Linked DNA regions of Mus musculus: region 2 is linked to region 1. The links are chromatin contacts, called in public Hi-C maps. All regions are on one chromosome and are shown on one strand. The core of a region is the stretch at or near the end of the contact, and the rest is flanking DNA. Distances in the headings are between cores, read along the strand shown. Region 1 holds the start of 6430573P05Rik (RIKEN cDNA 6430573P05 gene). Region 2 overlaps Tmem144 (transmembrane protein 144).

Region 1 (2,700 bases), core at 4-2,503:
GCAATCTTCTTTGAGGCTGACGCTGCACACCTCAAGCCTGGTCAGGAAGGGATGAACTCCCAAGAGCAGGGACATCTTAACACACTAATATGGGCTTTGTACCGGGCAAGTCTGGATTGGAAACTCGCGATCCTGAGAAGGTGCTCTGCCCAGTGGAAGGCAAAGTCCGACCTAGGATTATTCATTCTTGATTATGTCAGAGAACTTGCTGTCTTGGCCTCTAGATTACAACGGGCTGACCTGGTGTTTTCTTGTCCGATGTGATACCAGGTCTGGAGTTGGAAAGCCACATTCCTACCTGACTAACGCAGGAGTCATTTAAGGGTTTAGATGTCAGTGAGCGCGGAAGGTAGGAGAGCAACGTTGTCCTTGCAGTCACTACAAATAAACAGAATCCAAGGATGGTTAATGTTGCCACCGAAGCAAAATCCCAGTCAGCCCTAAGCTTTGGGAAGACCTGCCACTGCAGCCGAGTCCTCACAGGGACCTCTCCCGGGTGGGGTCAGCTTCCAGCCCGGGAAGAGGCGGGAGACGTGCCGCAAGGCCTGGGATGTGGGGTCTAGGCCAGAGAGTCGGGGTGCGGCCGCTCAGCTATGGGATCAACGATCGCAACAGCCCCGGCTGTCCTGGCTCCCACCGCACCTGGCCCCGGCAGAACGCGGCTCTCAGCGAGGGCGCGGCCCCGCCAGGCCAGCGATGGGGCGGGCCGGCGCCACGGGGCGCTCCGCCCCCGATGATGCGGCGGCCTCCGACTGGCCCCCGGCCCGTCACTCACTCCTCACCATGGTTGCAGCACAAAGCAACAAGCCCCGGAGGCCGCTTCCTCCCTGAAGAGTGGCTCCGGCGGCCGCCGAGGCGCAGGAGAAGGAAGAGGCGGGGAAGAGGAGGCGGTCGCCGTTCAGCAGACGCTTGGCGGGGCTGCGCGCTCCGCTCTCGGCCTCGCGCCCGCCGGGGACCCGTGTCTGGCCCGCCGCGCCCGCCCGCCGCACGGACGACGCACAAAGTTGCCTAGAGCGCGGGGGCCGCGCGGGGAGCAGCCGCGCTCAGGCGCCGATGGGGGCGGGCGGCTGGAGCTGCGCGGCCCGCGGGGATGCAGCAGCAGTCGGGAGGCGCGGCCGACAGTAGACGGAGGCGCGGCGCGGCCACGGCGGCCGAGGCCAGCGGGCTCGGTGGCTCCCAGACCTGAGCCGGGCTCACCAGGCTCAGCGCGCGGCCCTCCCTCTCGACCGGCGCGCGAGGACCCGGGACGCGTCAGAGCGAGCGCGGCCGGAGCGGGTAGAGCCAGGGCCCCGCCGGAGAGGCTCCGCCCGCCGTCGCTTGCACCTCCCTAAAAATAACTCGGCCCGCCGGGGCCAGCGCGATCCGCGACCGATCGGGAGCGCTGCCGGGCAGTCGCTGAGTCCGAGTCTACGGACAGCAAGCCGCGAGGAGGAGGAGGGCAGCTCCGGGCTGCACGGACCTTTCGTGCTGTCTGCGCCCCGGCCCCGCGCCTGGGCTGGTTTGCCTCGGGCAGTGGCGCTGGGCCGGGAGGCCGGCGAGTGTGTGGAGCGGACCCGGTGCGCCCCGCAGGGGGAGATGGCGTCCTACGTGGATAATAGCTTCCGCCAAGCGGTGATGAAGAACCCCGCCGAGAGGACCCCCCAGGTGAGACGCGCCGCCACCCGCCGTGGGGTTGGTGTCTGCAGACTGCGCCCTTCCAGTGCCCCGGCACTCCTCTGCTGGGGAAGCATCCCATTTCCCCCATCCAGGACCTTCCCTGCCCCAACTTCCAAGGGCATTCTTTTCAGACTGTTCTGCGATTGCTGCCCTCTCCTCTGCTGTCCTTTTCGTTGCGCTCCCCGTAGCTGACCTTGCCTGCGCCTTTGCGGGACTAGTTGTCTATAGGGTATGCCTTTCTCCGGCCACACTCCTTGGGGTTGAGTCTTGGGGTCAGGTCTCAGCTCCTCTCGGCCGGGTACTCTTGTCACCCTGACTGCAGGCTCAGTTACTCTCTTGCATGTATCCCATCTTTAGAGTTTAGGGGTGTTTAATGAGCTGTAAGCAGGAACTTGCAGGGTTGTGCGATGAACTGACTGGCCTAGGTGGGCCTTGTAAAGTGAAAGCCTGTCTTTAGTTACTACTTTACTTTCTTGAAAGAGGAATGTTGTTATCCATCGAAAGGAAAAAGTTGACAGGCCAGCGCTTTTCATTCCAATTGTAGATGTAAGTGCAGAACAGGCGTATTCGACTCCGTCTTCTTCGCAGGGCAGATTCTTTCGGTTTGCACAATATGGTCAAAATTAGATGAGTGGTTAACGTTTATACAATTGTTTATCCTCAGGTTTTTTTTTTTATTTTTAAACGGAGGGATAGCTGGTGGGTTAGATTTGATTTTTCTTAGATTGGATTAGCGAGGGAGGAGTGTTATAAAAAATGTGGTTTGATTTCCGTTGCTTACTGGCTACATGACGTAGATTCCTAAATGTTGGGATGGCGACTACAGGCGATCCTGCTTGCCAACCCTGCAGGCAAAGAAGATCTACAGATCCTTGGGGCCAGCAAAAACAGCGAGGATCCGATACTTGACAAAAGTTGCTTTGCTTGTCTGGGGATGGGATGCCATCTGTCCAAATCCAAGTGCTGCCCATCTCTGATGATGATTATTTAATGGGCGAGAGACTAGAATAAAAGCGAATCTTCCATTGGCTGCTTTTGGACAAG
Region 2 (2,700 bases), core at 41-2,540, 530 kb before region 1:
CTGGCCTCAAACTCGGAAATCCACCTGCCTCTGGCTCCCAAATGCTGAGATTAAAGGCGTGCGCCACCACTGCCCGGCTAGATCCAAATTCTTTATGAAAGGAAGGAGAGGGAGGAGGAGGAAGGAAGACCCCATTCCCCAGTGCGTGGACCCCCACTCTCTGTTTCCTTTCTGCTCTGGCAATTCTAAAACTAAATACATCATTTAGAAGGCTTCGTTCTCATTAATAGTGTCTATGCACCAAGCATCATGCTAAGTTTTAGGCTTGGCTGCCTGAGACAGAACCAAACCCACCTTTCCTTTCACTTAGATGTCAATGTGTATTATTTTACAAAAAGAAAATACACAGTTCACGCATCCCAAGCAATTGCAGCTACTGTGAAATGGCCTCTCTCTCTCTCTCTGTGTGTGTGTGTGTGTGTGTGTGTGTGTCTGTGTGTGTGTGTGTGTCTGTGTGTGTGTGTGTCTGTGTCTCTCTGTGTCTCTCTGTCTCTGTCTGTCTCTGTCTCTCTCTCTGTCTCTCTCTCTGTCTCTCTCTGTCTCTGTCTCTCTCTGTCTCTCTCTCTCTCTGTGTCTCTCTGTCTCTGTCTCTGTCTCTCTCTCTGTGTCTCTCTGTGTCTCTCTCTGTCTCTCTCTCTGTCTCTCTCTGTCTCTCTGTCTCTGTCTGTCTCTGTCTGTCTCTCTCTCTGTCTCTCTCTCTGTCTCTCTGTCTCTCTCTCTCTCTGTCTCTCTCTCTCTGTCTCTCTCTCTCTGTCTCTCTCTCTCTCTCTCTCTCTCTCTCCAGGGCTCTCCTTTGCCTGGGCTATACATTACATTAGCACAGTATCACTTCCTGAAACCACATATATCTTCACAGCCATGCTCAGAGCATGGGTAAAGGGCAATTTTAAACATCATCAGGTAGGATGCTTCAGAGGCCAGGGCACCCTATGGTCCTTTCTTCTCTGGAGAGAATTGCGTTTTCAGAATGAAGAGGATAAAGATCCCTGAGCAGCCAGTGTAATATTGATGTTTCGGCCCGCCCTTACAAGGCACGTGCTTCTCATTGGAGTTGGATTCCTGAGACAAGCACTTTGCAAATCTGATGTAAGGCGCTTCCTTTGACCTATTTTTCTGCCCCCTTTGATGCTGACTTCGCAGATGGTGATAAGTGGAGAACAGGACATTTTTATTGCTTCCCTTCCGTGCTAGAAGCAGCGGAATCAAACTTTATTGGGCCAGGCCTGTTAGACAGTGGGAGTGGTGTGGGAGAGAGAACATTGTGGAATTGTTTATTGAAGCTCTTCCAGAGTCCCTGCAGCGCTTGAAGAGGAGTCATTAAAATTCTGCTCTCGTAGGTCTCGTCTTCACCGTCTTCACCGACATCGCAGCTAAGCCAACTCCACTGTTTTCCTTGCTGGTGAAAAACATTCCTTCCAGACCTGAACAGCTTCATGTTTTCAAACTGTAGAAATGTGCATTTTCTTGTTTCTTCCCATTTCCCATTCTGTATACTTTTAACTCTTATCCTTGCCTCCAGGAGCTCCCATTGCTTGCTTACATGGATATATATATATCTCCATCCATACATGGATACACACATACACACACACACACACACATATATGTATGCATCTCTTTAGCGTTACTTCAGGTTTAGTGTTAGACAAAGTTGATTGGTCCACATGGTGGCCTGGTACTGCCATTGTCTATCAAAGATGCCCTTGCTTCATTTAGGAGATCAGATCATGTAGCTAATGCTGAGAAAGATAATGTGTAGTCATACGCTTGATTTTATGAATCTTTTTATGTGTGTCTAAGAAGTACATCAAGAGACAAACAAGCTATTTGTTTATTTTAAAAGAGGAAGGTTGGGTTGTTTGTGGTTCAGTTGGTTGGTTGGTTTTTGTATTTAGGTTTAAAACCAGGACTTCCCACACAGGAGGGAAGCACAGTGCCACTGAGGTATAGCCCCTCCCTTTTCCAATATTACTCTGCCTTTTTAGACAGGTTAGCCAGGCTGGCTTTGAACTCAGTCTTTAACCCTGCAAGCCATCAATTTTTAGTTCTCCTGCCTTAGCTTCTCAGGTATCCAGGACTACACACCCACACTACAAGACCTGACTAAAGTAGTTTATTGTAAGCATATTGCACTAAAGAAAATTGTTTAATGTGATAAAATATTACAGCATCACCAAAATAATAGCAATAATGACCATGAAGACAAAAAATAGCAAGAAAAAGAAAGAAAGAAAGAATAAGAAAGAAAGAAAGAAAGAAAGAAAGAAAGAAAGAAAGAAAGAAAGAAAGAAAGAAAGACAAAGAAAGAAAGATAGAGAGAAAGAGAGAGGGAGGAGGGAGGGAGGGAGGGAGGAAGGAAGGAAGGAAGGAAGGAAGGAAGGAAGGAAGGAAGAAATCTGTCTTATTTAAAGATGTTACTTTGATTTTTTGGATGAACGTGGAACTATAGTTTAGATTATAGGGTTGCCTACCCAAAAAAATTATGTTGCTTATAGCTTACTGTATTTTTCTAGGATGCAGTTATATTTTTTTTAAAAATCCAATAAAATTAAAGCCTTTTTTTTTTCAATTTAAGGGTCCTGGACTTATTGCTGCACTTTGGGGGATACTCATTTTCAAGGAAATACAGGTAAGGATGAAGAAATGATTGCTGTCCCCGGATCTCAGTCTTAAGAACTTTGGATAGATGATATATTTCTT

The links. A called contact is a pair of places that touch in the nucleus more often than the background predicts.
Region 2: a Hi-C map of uterus shows a contact between it and region 1, with 5 times the contacts expected there. The contact joins the enhancer-like site here to the promoter of 6430573P05Rik in region 1. A contact is called at or near these places in 2 of 484 Hi-C or Micro-C datasets (muscle stem cells and uterus) and 2 of 115 datasets of contacts at active chromatin or transcription factors (astrocytes and bone marrow-derived macrophages).

What each region holds. Positions count from the first base shown.
Region 1 is chr3:79,285,408-79,288,107 of GRCm38.p6, reverse strand. It overlaps 6430573P05Rik (RIKEN cDNA 6430573P05 gene), which reads right to left and starts at 1,253. Exons shown (of 2, transcript NR_165170.1): 1 at 299-1,253. It also overlaps a transcript of Rapgef2 not described here.
Region 2 is chr3:79,816,946-79,819,645 of GRCm38.p6, reverse strand. Tmem144 (transmembrane protein 144) reads left to right here. Exons shown (of 12, transcript NM_001379543.1): 11 at 2,576-2,629. Among named protein-coding and RNA genes, the nearest start is that of Gm26420, 17 kb to the left of the region's middle. Within about 2 kb of position 1,290, at least 41 of the 459 cell types and tissues checked have an H3K27ac peak or open chromatin away from gene starts, as enhancers often do. A contact at or near this core is called in uterus, where this site is marked.